Linked DNA regions of Mus musculus: regions 1, 2, 4 and 5 are each linked to region 3. The links are chromatin contacts, called in public capture Hi-C and promoter capture Hi-C maps. All regions are on one chromosome and are shown on one strand. The core of a region is the stretch at or near the end of the contact, and the rest is flanking DNA. Distances in the headings are between cores, read along the strand shown.

Evidence for each region. Promoter capture Hi-C pulls out the DNA fragments that hold promoters and counts their contacts. Capture Hi-C pulls out chosen DNA fragments and counts their contacts.
Region 1: a contact with region 3 is called in a promoter capture Hi-C map of pre-B cells. The contact joins the promoter of Ppm1j here to the promoter of Csde1 in region 3. A contact is called at or near these places in 2 of 39 promoter capture datasets (liver and pre-B cells).
Region 2: a promoter capture Hi-C map of pre-B cells shows a contact between it and region 3, with 3 times the contacts expected there. The contact joins the promoter of Atp1a1 here to the promoter of Csde1 in region 3. A contact is called at or near these places in 6 of 39 promoter capture datasets (the HPC-7 cell line, cranial neural crest, embryonic stem cells and 3 more) and 2 of 484 Hi-C or Micro-C datasets (B cells and bone marrow-derived macrophages).
Region 4: a capture Hi-C map of embryonic stem cells shows a contact between it and region 3, with 2.4 times the contacts expected there. The contact joins the promoter of Nhlh2 here to the promoter of Csde1 in region 3. A contact is called at or near these places in 1 of 39 promoter capture datasets (hippocampal neurons), 2 of 115 datasets of contacts at active chromatin or transcription factors (embryonic forebrain and embryonic stem cells) and 1 of 9 other capture datasets (embryonic stem cells).
Region 5: a promoter capture Hi-C map of pre-B cells shows a contact between it and region 3, with 3 times the contacts expected there. The contact joins the promoter of Cd2 here to the promoter of Csde1 in region 3. A contact is called at or near these places in 1 of 39 promoter capture datasets (pre-B cells) and 1 of 484 Hi-C or Micro-C datasets (B cells).

What each region holds. Positions count from the first base shown.
Region 1 is chr3:104,779,764-104,782,463 of GRCm38.p6, reverse strand. Ppm1j (protein phosphatase 1J) reads right to left here and starts at 1,408. Exons shown (of 10, transcript NM_027982.2): 1 at 1,055-1,408. The coding sequence starts at 1,377.
Region 2 is chr3:101,603,370-101,606,078 of GRCm38.p6, reverse strand. It overlaps Atp1a1 (ATPase, Na+/K+ transporting, alpha 1 polypeptide), which reads left to right and starts at 1,372. Exons shown (of 23, transcript NM_144900.2): 1 at 1,372-1,676. The coding sequence starts at 1,665.
Region 3 is chr3:103,019,162-103,021,861 of GRCm38.p6, reverse strand. It overlaps Csde1 (cold shock domain containing E1, RNA binding), which reads right to left and starts at 1,316. Exons shown (of 19, transcript NM_001161854.2): 1 at 1,193-1,316.
Region 4 is chr3:102,008,882-102,011,581 of GRCm38.p6, reverse strand. It overlaps Nhlh2 (nescient helix loop helix 2), which reads right to left and starts at 1,437. Exons shown (of 3, transcript NM_178777.3): 1 at 1,257-1,437; 2 at 523-847.
Region 5 is chr3:101,286,501-101,289,200 of GRCm38.p6, reverse strand. Cd2 (CD2 antigen) reads left to right here and starts at 1,262. Exons shown (of 5, transcript NM_013486.2): 1 at 1,262-1,376; 2 at 1,486-1,794. The coding sequence starts at 1,322.

The sequences.
Region 1 (2,700 bases), core at 159-2,658, 1.8 Mb before region 3:
AGCCAGAGGGAAGAGGAGAAGGCAGGGCCAGCAAGAAGTACTGTCTGGCGGCAGAACGTACAGCCTCATAGAAAGGCCCGCAACAGTAACTGCCTGCCTCAGTTCCTCCATCCTTGGCTAAGGAGACTTTCCGGAAGGTGGTGCTGGGGGTGGGGGTGGGAGTGGCCAAACAGGAACAGTAAATTTTACTCCCCTGCTGGTCAAAATACTACACCCCACCTCCAGTCTCAACCAGCTCAGACAGTGATTCATGGCACCTTCACCTTCATGCACACATTAACCCTCATCCTAAAACGACCCAGTGAAAGTTCCGGTTTTTCTTAAGAGTGGGTAAGCGCTCCGGCCCAAATAGGGTATGTAGACCCACCTGGACTGGGCAGGAATCTCTTAGCTACAAACCCCTTCCAACGGAGAAGCTAATGAGGAGGTGCGGGGCTACCCACCACCTCCTTCCACGACCTCAGTGCCCCCATTCCCCTGGTGGCTTGGCTTGGCTTTCCCCGAAGATGATTTTAAAATATACAGGTTCTGAGAGTACGCTGATCTCTACCGGCACCTATCTGTCTACACACCCATAACCAAAGGGAACCGTCGTGCTCTGCGGGCGGACCCCTCCCCCGCCCGGGAAGCCAGAGGCCTTCTGGTGTCGCGGGCTATTTCTGGGTGTGGAGGGGGAGGGGACCGGTAAGAAGGACAGGGAACTGGGGAGCTGGGGCCAGGAAGCGGATGAGCGAGTCTTTCCACCCGCGATCTCCCTGGCAAAAGGAACTAGTCCTTCTCAAACCTCCCCTCCCCTAGCCTGTGAACCGCGGGCCGCGACTTGGAACCCGCCAACTCATCCTCGGCGGTGCTCCCTGCGCCCTCCCTGGGTGGGGACTGTCCTGAGTCGACGAGGGGCAGGGTGAACAAGGTCCTGAAGAAGGTCGTGGAATTTGCACCCCGTCCGGGGGATGTCTGGGAGGGGTGCAGGTTCCTGGGATGGTTCCTGAAGCCGGGATGCGTCTCCCGGGAGAATGGGAGTCCCATCCTCGTCTGGGAGCCCCGGGGCGCTCACTCGGCATAGCCTGTGCTCCAGGGCAGGCGGCGGCCGGTGTCTGGGGGGCTTTGCACAGCCCGGCCTGCGTGGTCGTCGGCGCGCCGCAGCCCTCCGGGGCTCAGCTGCAGAAAGGTGGGTCGAGAGAAGCTCACAGTAGTCTCCGCGGTCTTCTGGGGCGCGCCGACCTGGTTCCCAGGCTTCTCCCGGGAACTCTTAGGTGTTTCTTGGGCGGCGGGAGGCGCTGAGGTAGCGTTGGGCAGATCTGGGGACTTGGAGCGCTGGGAAGAAGTGCCACCCGAGCTCACCAGGTGCGCCACGGCTGAGCGCACCCGGTTTAGCATGCTGCCTCCGTGCCCCGCCCTCGACCGTGGGCCCGCCCCCTGAGAGGCCCCGCCCCTAGGGTTCCAGGTGGGCGGTGCCCACTCCTGGTCCTTAACAAACTTCCCCAGGCTCCAGGCTACCCGGGAACTGCTCCACCCGCTCCTCGCCTCCGCATCCCTGCTTTGTCCCGCCTGAGTGTCAAAGGGGAAGGGTCTATTGTGGGAAAGAAGCGGAACGAAGGAAATATTTCAACCATGCTGTAGGTTAGACATCCGCTAGATTTAATCCGCTAGAATTTGCCCATTATGACGAGGGTGGGCGAGGCAGCCTCCTCGCGCTCGGTTGGGGGTGGGCCAGCCAGAATGGAGAATTATAGAGCTGATGACTTCAGAGCGAAACATCCTCTTGGGTGTGAAGGGTTTGGTGTGACAACACTTTGGGTTAGGGCTGCAGAGTCGAGAGCAGAGAGAACTGGTGCTAGTCGCGGTGCTAACCAGGCCAGGCAGCCTGAAGGCACTATTCTTCCTAAAGGTCACCTCCACGTTCGAAAGAACAATTGTCACTTCCATCCCACTTTCTCAGAACCGTACCTCCATATTTAGACGTCTGCTGGCCAGTTAGTAAGGTTAACGACATAGTAAATAAATATGATTATTGAGGGCTTGCTCCACACTGGGCCCTCTATAAGGCACGGTCTAGTTGTTAGATCACTATACAAAACGATGCAAGGTAAGCTACACCCATTTTACAGATGAAGTAGGAGTAGACAGTCTCCTGTTCTTTTATAGACTTGCCTAAGATTCACGCAGTCACTTAGAGATTCATACCCATGTCAGAACCTGCTACAGATACTGGCTTCTCTGGACTAGGAAAAAGGCCCAGAGGGGAGCGGGACTCCTAAATTTCCACCCTGAGGTTGCAAGCAGAAAAGCAATGCTGAGCAAGTTCTCTGGCTACCGCCAGGGGGAGACAAAGGCCAGGCCAAAAGCGTGTGTGGGTCGCAGGAAAGCCCACTACGATTCACACAGAGGGGCTGTTTTTCTCTGTCTTCTCTCTAGGGAAGGATTACTGACCCGATTCAGAAAGAATTCTGTCCTTATACTTGGGCTTAGAGAGTTGATCACTATCCACTCCTTCATCTATCCCCAACACACAGTTTAGCAGAAGTCAAGGCCCTTCCTTGAGGGAACCACGACTCCCTGTTCTTAGCTGAGACTCCACCTCAAGGCACCCAGCTATGTGCATCCTGTTCATATCCTGGGCTAACCTGTGCCGCCTTTCTCGACCACTTCTAAATAAAAATTACACAGTGGTCATTCAAAGTACAAACTTGCTGTAATTAG
Region 2 (2,709 bases), core at 123-2,622, 1.4 Mb after region 3:
CTAACACTCTGTGACCTCCAGTTGAACTAACAGGGCTGGTACTGGTACTCTGGATTTGAAGGGTCTTTCCCCAGAATCGTGATTTTAAATTTTGCTTATAGTTTCCTCTTCTCTCTAAGCCCCAAACTGATTTAATCAAGTTCTGTAGATCACTGGAAGAGATAAAGGCTGCCTTCTGCTATAAGCAACAGTTGTATAAGCAACCGTTGTTTCTAAGAAGTACTGAGAATTGCTCTATGGAGGAACTGATAACACAGTGCCTAGATGTTTGGGTGTTTCTCCTTCCCTTACCCTCTGCCCACCCCCACCTATTTTTTGCAAGCTCTACATCCTACAAAGCATTGACACTTGAAGTTGATAGGTCTATATCTAAGAAGTTAGTGTTTTCCTTACTTCTAGGTATTTTCAGAGATGGAAATCGAGTTTCTCTTCTGAATCCTAAGCTTTCCCAGACTGCTTGCTTTCCTGAGATTGGTAAGAACAACAACAAATACTTTGTTGTTTCTGATGTTAAGTTTCAGCCATCACAGCGCCTGCTTAGCCACTGAAACTAGAAGCCCCGCCCTGCAACTCTGCCAGGCCAAGAGTGGGATGCGACTGGCTGGAAGTGAGTCTGATGAGACCCTCAAGGTAACCACGGATGCTGTGGATGCTGTTCTTCAAAATGCTTGAGCCACCTCTTTTACTAAAGATGGGTGTTCTTTTGGGTTTTAGGTTTCTCTGCCATAAAAAGGAGAAACTCTCCAACAAACAGTTTAATCCCCCCTCCTCTTTTGCAAGATTTCATTCATACAGTGCTGTGAATGAATTTCTTACTGACTTTTTTTTTTTATATAGTCATTTGGGGGTCATAAGGGAAGGGAAATGTAAGTGATGCGCGCACGCGCGCGTGTGTATATGTCCTGAAGCATTTCTCTAGTGGTGGAGTGAGAGGACCCCAGGACGAAGGAATCAAAGGGAAAGCACCATCCGCCGCCGCCGAAGGATGCCGGCCTGGATTCTGCAGAGAGGAATCCCTCGGAGTCGTGCAGCTGCTGTCCAACCCCGGCCCCTCGAGACCCCAGAAAAGCTACGCTGAGCAAGTAGACTAGCCCCGACTGCGCCGCACCCACTGTGGACCTTCCGCACCCTACTCCGCAGGCTGCTCACTCAAGTCCCCAGTGTTCTGCAGGCGGGAGCGCTCCGTAGCCCTTGAGAGACCCAGACACCCGCGTCCTGGGCACCGGCGCCCTCCTGCCGGGAGCCCAGGGCAGGCAGTCGCTAGCGCGGTCTGGGCCCGGCTGGGAGGGGTTAGAGGCGGAGGCGGAGCTAGCTGGAGCCGGTGTCAGGTTGCTCCGGTAACGGTGACGTGCACGCGTGGGCGGAGCCATCACGCAGGTTGCATATTTTAGGAAGTGAGGAGGAGGCACGGGCTCGAGCTGCGGCTGGGTCTGGGGCGCGGAGCCTCGGCGGGAGGAGGCGGACACGTGGCAGCGGCGGCAGCAGCGGCGGCAGCAGCGGCGGCCTCGGTCCGGGGCGCCGGCCGTCCTCCCTCTTTCCTCCCGCGGCAGCCCTAGTTCCCGCCTCTCGGCTCCCCCGGCTCCGCTCTCCCGGCCGGGAGCTGCTCTCTTCTCTTTCTAGTCTCCAGCAACAGGACCCGGCGCGGGGCCCGCAGCGCCGCCACCATGGGGAAGGGGGTGAGTGTCTGGCGAGCCCGGGCCCCGGGCGGGGGCGCGGGAGGAAGCGGCTTAGAGACCGGGCTCTCGGCAATGGAGGGGCGGGTGCTGAGCGCGGGCAGCGGCCCGGGAGGAGGAGCACCCGGGGCGGCATCTCTGAGCCGGGCGCCTGCCCTGCCTGAGCCCTCTGGTCGCCTTCACCGCGCGCCTTGCGCTTCCTTTCTCCCTCCTCCCACCGTGCCCAGGGGAAGGAGCGCTCCTCCCCTTCCCCCGGGGAGCTCCGACAGGGCCCCCTCGCGGTGGCGGTCCTCGCCGCGGCCCGGCGCCGGCGAGGGCAGCCTCCGGGTCGAGACTCCCTTCTCCTGGAGGCGCTGGGGCTCGGCCAGCTCCCCGCAGAGGCGACCGCCCTCCCCCAAAGGAAAAAAACTGGCTTCCCCTTAGGCCGAACCAGCCCAGCGAAGCTGGTGCCAGAAAGGGTGTGACTTCACAGCCCAAAGATAGCCTTTAAGGTATACTTTTGAGAGCTTTAAAATGGGCCACTGTCCATAACAGGATGTGCCTTTGGTAACTGGTGTTATCGTCTTAACGACGGGGAGGGGTGTGTTGTTTTATGTCGGAGCACAATTCTTAAATGGGGCCAGGCTGACCCTTCAGGGCCGCAGGGTACTGTCAATCTAACAAAGGACTGGAGACTGGGCAGTTGATGGTGTTAGAAAAGCCATGCGGGTTTCCTGCACTGCTGTCTCACCCGAGAGCGGTTCCCGAAGAGAATGAGGGAATCGGGCACGAACAACACTGAGTTCCCACCTCGGTTACTGCTGTCCACCTCGGAAGAGTTAGTTCTTGACCTCAAAGTAGCAGATTAAAAACTTAAAAAAATAACCCTGAAAATATCAGTTCCTAGCTTGAAAAAGCACCAGTCATGAGAATACAGGTGGGAGAGTCCATTCCACCCTTTTCAGGGCTGACCAAGCAGACAAGCTGTAGACACTGCAGGTCCTAAGGCACCCGGGTATATACTGGATGGAGCCAGAGGGAAGCACATTCTTTGGAG
Region 3 (2,700 bases), core at 67-2,566:
CCTTTCTGCCCGTCCTCCTCAACTGCTTAAACAGCACTATCTTTTTGCTCATTTTAGTTGCAGAACAAGGAAACTAAGTGGTTTAATAATGTTCAGAATGTTTTCTGCAGTGGAAAGTGTTAAGGAGTACTCCCTGCTCACCTGTGAGTCAGGTTGGAGACCAGCCACAAAGGTGTTTCTAAGGTTAACTCTTTAAAGCAAAAGAACCGGGGCACTAAGATTGGGTATGGTTGAAACGTTCGACGGTCAAATCTTCCAATTTAATTTGCTCTCCGACTGGGGCTCTCACACTAGATAGATACATGACAAAGCCAAGCCATTCATTGCACAATGTAGGCCAGCGCTTGCACCACGGAGGGAGGGCATCACGGAACTCTCCTAACGCATGCCATTTACCCCAGACAGAAAGGTGGGAGACACGTGCCTAGAACGGGGCCCGACTCCTTTTTCAAATGCCAAAGGACAGTTAGGTGTGGAGACCCAGCCACAAGAGAATGTGAGTAAAGGTGTCAATTCCGCCGCGCTAGGGTCAGATGTGGCTGAGGGAACAGAGGTGTCCCGCAGCACTTTCCCTAGATGGAACAGGGTCTCAACCCACACACAAAGAAGGCGCCACTGCCGCACTGCGCTCTGGTAGTCGTAGTAGTATCCCCAAAGCCAGTGACGGCCAAGACAGACAAGGTCCCGAAAAAAAGAACAGGCCCTTCTCCCCGGCCTCTTCCAGCTGCACACAAAGGACCGCGCCACCACCCCCTCACCCCTCCCGCCGGGACTTGTAGTTCCCTTTCCCCCGCCAAGCCGCAGAGGGGGAAGAGGACGGACTACAGCTCCCGGCAGCCTTCGCGCCCGAGCCCCGCACCCTCTGCCTCCATCTTGGCTGCGGTCGGAGTTTCCATTTTCGCTCCCTCCCCCCACTTCAGTCACCGACACCGACACCGACACCGCCGCTACCCGCACCCCCTGGCCTCACCTCCTCACTAAGGCTTCGCGGCCGGCCCTGAGGCCGAGACGGTTGAAGCCAGGGTGAAAAAGGGACGCCTGGAGTAGGAACTCACACTGAACTCTCCTCCATCCGGAATTCTAGGAGTGCCCACTCTGACACTCAGAGGTCCCTCCCGTTAACCTGAGTCTCCTCAGCTGTCTTTAACCTGGCTCGTTGCTACCCCCACTTTAACACTGAGGTCGTACTCACCCCAACAGCTCAGCGCCCCCTCTCCAGCGCCGCCATAAGCAGCACGGCCCGGTACGTAGGAATAAATCTCGCTTCTCTCGCGAGAGTTGCAGGCTCCGAGCGCGTGCACGGGAAGGTGGGGGGAGCGTGCTCTTAGTACGCTTGCGCGCGAGGGCTGAGTGACGCCAGCCGCTGACCTGCGTTTAGCCACACGCAAGCCGGTGACTCTTCTTCTCTACGTTCGCCCCTGGGTAGTGCCAGAAGCAATCTCTGCGTTTAGTGACTCTGCTGCGACGCTGGGGGCGGGGCGAAGGGTGAATTTAGGCGTTCACCCGGTGTTCGCGAGCCCGAAAGCTTTCAGCGACGAGGCTTGAGTAGGAAGGCCTTATGAAGTAGGAACAGTTCTGAGGGCAGATCCGGGAGTGTCGTGAATAAAAAGATTTCACTTTCCTCAGCCATAATCCAGGAGTCCAAATCGCAGTTTCTCTTTAGTCACGGGACAGGCTTTCTCCTGTCTCCTACATTAGAAGGGATTTCATTGCTTTAGAGAAAAGTTTTTAACAAAGTAATTTGTAAAGCTTTTGTCTTCCAGAAACTACATTGCTTGCGACAGACAAAAATAAGCGAGGCTGTATTATCAATAAAATCTAAAATTCCCCAAACCACTTTAACTGTCCGTTTCAGTTACCAGAAGATTTTTGTAGTGTGTCAGTCTGAATAAGTATTTAAAAGGCTGAAAGCAGGCTAAAAGCATAATTCACCTGACTGGAGTAGAGGAGTGGAATGGTTAGATCTAACCATTGCAAAGTTATTTAGGCTGCCCTGTCAATAATCTAGAAAACAATTACTTTACTTTTACTATCTTGTTGGTTTTTTATTTTTGTTTGTTTTTTGAGACAGGGTCTCACATGTAGCACATGCTGCCCTGGAACTCTGGGAAATCTGCCTGCTTCAGCCTAGTGGGATTAAAAGTGTGGACAACCATGCCCAACTTCAGTGGTCCTCTTAACCATTTTGGGTAAAGGGTAGCTCCCTGAGGACACTCCCATCTATTTCCTGCTTCTGTGGGAGAGGAGAACATTCTCATCCTGGTGTACTTTCCTTGCGGGGGAGAGACAGGGACTCACCCAGAACTTGCTGTGTAGATCTAGCTGGCCTAGAACTCATGAGATACCCCCCCCCCTTCTCCTGGCCTGGCATTAAAGGGGCGTGCCACCACAACCTGCCAAGTGTACTTCTTACCCATACTTTCAGTTGGTTATTCAGAGAAACTGCAGACCTCTGTAGACATAGGTAGGGCTTTCAGGGGAACAAATTACATGTAATAAAATAAAATAAGCAACAAATATGAATATTGTCCCCCCACTCTGTGTGTGTGTGTGTGTGTGTGTGTGTGTGTATTGGAGACCCCAGTATTGGAAAAGCCAGAGCCATGAGATACCTGCAAAGCTGAAAGGAGTTAAGATCTGAAGAGCCCTTTGACGTCAGACATGGAGATGAAGTTTGGAGTTTGCAAACTGGTTCTCAGT
Region 4 (2,700 bases), core at 188-2,687, 1.0 Mb after region 3:
GACGACCGGGCTATGACCTCTGTACCCCGCCTTGCCCCTCACAGGCAAGGCTCCTGAGTAAGAGCCTCGCTTCAGAGAAACAAAAGCCAGGGAGGGGATGTAGGTTCGGCTCCTGGCCTCGAATTTGCCCAGGAGAGACCTGAGCTCAGAAACAGCTTTCCGTGCAAGGAAAACGGATCCTCAGAATAACAATAAATGAACCAAACGAACTGCATGCTGCTCCCCCCGCCCCCCAGGCTTTTCTCTACGTTTATAAGTGAAACAACTCACACCTACGCAGTTGGCGTGAAGAGGTAGAAATACACAGGGAGAAAAATCATAGCAAACCACGACATAGTTACAGATCGGACAAAAAGTTCCCGGGCTGTCCCCCCACGCGTTTAAATCCTCCAGATATTTAAATAGTCATAAATGGTATTTCTCGTGGGCATTTAAGTCTATGACCATGTGTGAGGAATACATCTATAAAATACAATATGACTCAACTTAATCTAAAGAAAAAGAGACGTGAAGATGTCTTACCTTGCAAGAGCCCTGTCGATAATCTTTTCGTCAATCTTTTAGAGTTAAAATTCCAGGAAACAAGGAGGAGAGATCCTGGCAAATATTAAAAGCAGCCAATATTTATTACATTCGCAGATGAAAAAGCAGCTGTCATCTCGCCGACCACCACAACGAGCGGCGGTGTCTTAGCGGGTGTATGGTTGTTCACTTAGTTGATGGATTGAAAACGCCCGTTTGTTTGTTTGTTGGTTTGTTTTTAACTGTTCTTAAACATTTCAGGAAAATTCGTTGTTGATCTTTATAAGTCGAAGTGTTGAAACCTCACGCCTCCCCACTCAAAGGGCTGTATAAATAACAAAAGAGATGCTGAGATAAAAACAATCACATCAAAGGGACGATTCCTCCACTTTCTAATAGCAGAATAATCAATAAGAAAGATGGTTAAGATAAAATTCCATTCCTTGAGGACTCCTTCCCTTCCCTTAATCGGGCTGGGGCGAAACTGGGAAGTGCGGTCAGGGATGGAAGGGGCTCAGAAGTGATTTTTCTCTTCTTCTTCAAGATAATGCTTTGTTCAGCCGGTGTCTCCCCAGTTCCCAGGAACAACAATACAGTAACTAGGGCTTAAGGTTGCCTCTGTCTTGTCCCTCATCTACTTCTGTGTTGTATAAGCAGACGCCAATTTTGCAGTTTCAAAGTCTTTCAAGGTTTGGTTACACCCCCTACCCTACCCCACTCCCTCCCCTCTTTACCTTGTGGTGAAATGTATATAGTCAGTAGCTTGGAGATGCTGGAGAGAGATTGGAGAGAAGTGGACGTCTTCTGGAGTAACAGTGACAGGGAAGCAGAGAAAGGGGAGCTTGGGAGAGCCAGAGAGGAGAGGCAGCTGCCTGTGTGGCTTCTTGGCTCTTCTGGTACCAATTGATTTAGCCTGGAGATGGTGGAAGAGATAAAGGCTTAAGAAGGGGGATGGAATTTTTTCCCCCTAAATTGATATTTAATGGGAAATCCTATTGGACAGAAACCTGGACACGAGTCACTTAATTGGACTTGACATCTGTCACAGTGTGGGAGTTTTCACAGCCCAAATATTTTAGCAGATCAGATTCCCACTGAATCTGTGCCATAAAATATAGCAGTTGAAAGCAGCCCATGATAGAAGCCATAGCATCTACAGCGTCTGGCCACACAGGCGGTTCCTTGTTTTCAGATTATTGATGCAATATTTAAGTGCAAGTAGACACTATATGAACATGGAAAATTCCTCTGGCATTTTGTGAGCCAGCATTTTTTTAAATCAATAGTTAGAAAAATAGTTGTGCTGGGCACATGAAAGCATATTCTGTCTATGACACTGTAATTAAGGTGAACGATCCAGACAGGCAATGCTAACATTTATGTAAAGTGAAGTGTCTTTTAGAGGATGCTTTAATCATGATTATTTAAGCATATGGATGTTTTGGAGAAAGGTTCTACTATGAGACCAGCTTATTAATAGATGATATTTTAAAGGACGTTTGACACATTAGTTTAAATCATTGGTGGAATTAGGAGCAGAATCCAAGTAGTTAGAGACCACTAGATAATTCTACTTTTTGAGTTATGTTTGGTTTTCTTTTTCTTTACCCATTTACTCATGTTCATTATTCGCTGTAAAATATGACACACAGTATGTGCAAAGACAGTACTTTATTCTTGCCCATCCTAACACGTGAGTGAATATATTTAGCTGGGTGGCAATGTAATTGTGCTAAAATGTAAATATTAAGTATTCTAGCATGCAATGCCTTTGCCTAAGATGACCTCCAGTCCCAAATTTATGTGTTTTACAAAATTAAGGGAAATTTACTGTTAGTCACTATCAATTATATATTATTTGCTATTATTTACACATTGCCAGTGATACCACTAATTCTGTCTTCTTTCTGTCTATCTTCCTTCCTTTCTTCCTTCCTGTCTTTCTTTCTTTTTGGTATTTTTGACAAGGTCTCACTATGCAGCCCTGGCTGGCCTGACCCTCACCATGGAGACCAGGCTGACCTCAAACTCATAGAGATATGCTTGTTTCTGCTTCTCATGTGTTGGGATTAAAGGCATGTACCATCACACCCAAATACTATTTTTTTTTAGATTGATTAAGCTTAGAGGAAATGAGAGAATAATAGCCAACCTCCTGTCTCCCTGTTCCTAGGTGAG
Region 5 (2,700 bases), core at 13-2,512, 1.7 Mb after region 3:
TTAATAGCTCTTTGTACATGCATAGATTCTAGATTTTTATGTGGCCTCTAACGTCCATCTTTACTATTTCTGAATTGTGCAATACATATAGGAAGATTTTCCATACTCAAGAATAGGAATTCTTTTATGTTTCCTGTTAAGTCTTATTTCACTTGGATTTTTCCCCCCTTGGAATTAATATTTTAACTCAACTGAAATGCACTGTTGTGGCTGTTGTTAAGCATCTGAAATGGAAAAACCGTGATTTTGAAGACCTTTTCTCACTGAATTCTAAAGAATCAAAAGACTATATGTTCACTGTATCTCTTGCTCACGTGACCTCTCTGTTGTCTTTTTAGGGACATTAGTCCTTGTATCCCTGTTCACTATTTTTTTATAGTCTTAGGACAAGAGAGATATCTTGGTACTTAAGAGCTCAGGCTGCTCTTCCGGAAGACCCAGGTTTTATTCCCAGCACCCACGAGGCAGCTCACAACCATCTGTAACTTAAATTCCAGGAGATCGATGGACTCCTCTGGCCTCTTCAGGCATGGCGTTCATGGGTGTTGCAGTCACTTTTCAATGGCTGTGACAAACCATCATGACCAAGGCAACTTAGAGAAGGAAGAATCTACTGTGCTCTTACAGGTCCATGGCCAGCATGGCCGGGAGTATGGCAGCAGGCATGAAGCATAGCGCTGGAGCAGTAGCTGGGGGGGTTTTACATTCCTATCCACAGCAGGAGACAGACAGATAGACAGAGTGGGGAAGGGGAGAGGGAAGAGAGAGAGAGAGAGAGAGAGAGAGCTAACAGGACCACAAGGGCTTTAAAGATTTCTAAGCCTACCCTCAGTGACGCACCTCCAACAAGGCCACGCCTCCCAATCCTTCCCAAATATACATATCTGAATTCTATTCCTATGACCTTTTGCCGGTGAGTCTACTTGGTCCTGTTGAAGGCAGCACAGCTGAGTGGCCAGCTATGTTTAAGCCCTTGTTTACAAAAGGGTAGCTATGGCAACTGACCTCCCAGTTCCTCTTCTTCCTCTGGTGGGGTGCTAAAACCCAACACCCTAAGCTGTTTTTGTAAAGATTAAAATGTGACACAGACACCTATTTCGGTTAAGGAGGGCAGCAAATGCATGAGTCGTTTTGATAGGGTCTCTGTCTCTCTCTCTCTCCTTCCCCATCTCTACCTCTCCCTCTCCCCCTCCCCCTCCCCTACTGTGAACAGCAGGCATGAAAGACACGTGGTTCAGGTTGCTGGGTGTGGCTTCTGCCAGCCTCACCACAGTCCTGACAGAAAGAACTCAGAGTCACCCCTGGGAAAAGAACTCTAAAGATGAAATGTAAATTCCTGGGTAGCTTCTTTCTGCTCTTCAGCCTTTCCGGCAAAGGTAAGCATTCGCGTGGAGCTCTTCCGGAGACCTTGGAGTGGACATTAGAGGCGAAGAGGGAGATCCTCCGTAGTCCCGAGACCTCAGAAACCATCTTACTTTTTTACAGGGGCGGACTGCAGAGACAATGAGACCATCTGGGGTGTCTTGGGTCATGGCATCACCCTGAACATCCCCAACTTTCAAATGACTGATGATATTGATGAGGTGCGATGGGTAAGGAGGGGCACCCTGGTCGCAGAGTTTAAAAGGAAGAAGCCACCTTTTTTGATATCAGAAACGTATGAGGTCTTAGCAAACGGATCCCTGAAGATAAAGAAGCCGATGATGAGAAACGACAGTGGCACCTATAATGTAATGGTGTATGGCACAAATGGGATGACTAGGCTGGAGAAGGACCTGGACGTGAGGATTCTGGGTAAGTCTCCATTCCCTAAAGGTTTTCATTTTAGGACGGCTGCTATGTAGAAAGTTGGGGAGCAGCCTTTCTGTAGCATCCCCATCCAATGTTACCTGTGTGGCCCACAATGAAGACTCCAGTGGGTGAGGGTGGCTCTAAAGCCTGTCTGCCTTTCATTCTCTCTTTGGGTGGCTGTGGGGTTGTACAAAGACTCCCAGGTGACAGACAGGCATTAATCAGAAAGAAGACAGGTTAGCAGAGAAAAGACATGGACATCCTTGGTGGCCGATGAAGCTGTAGCTAGACAGGATGTCAGAGGGTGCCTAGGAGCAGTGAGCCTCTTGTCTGGAGAGCTATGTTTAAGCCAGGGTATGATGAGAGGGCATGATACTGAAGAGCAACAGGAGAAGACCAACCAGGAGTCCTCTCCTGTCATCCAAGCGAAGCCAAGCAGGTGGTCTTAGTCTTGGTGAGAACCAGCAAGTGAGCTGTAAGAAGTGACTCATGCCCAGGCTCCTGGCAGCATGGAGTATGTGTGCCAGTGGGATCTATAGCGTTCCAAGAGCTTCTAGTGAGAAGAGTTGTCATTGATAGTCATTGGCCTGGAGTAAAGGGTGCCAGGGAGATGAGGAAGGGTGCAAACATGCCGGGTGTGGGGGTGAGGAGGAAGTGAAGAAGCTTGGGTGGGTGAGAAAGAAGAAAACGAAGCCTGGGATGCTGTCGAAGCTGAAAGTCCAGGGACAAACTGGCAGCTCACACCAATGGGTGAGAGGAGAAAGCCTGCCCTTGGCTTGCGGAGAAAGCTGAGAATGCCTTGTGCAGAATAGATCAGCCATTCAGGGAGCACACAAACATTCTGAGCTTCACACAGGAAATGTCACTATAGAAAGGGCTCCCCTCATCCCCCCGTGGGTGTCCTTCCTG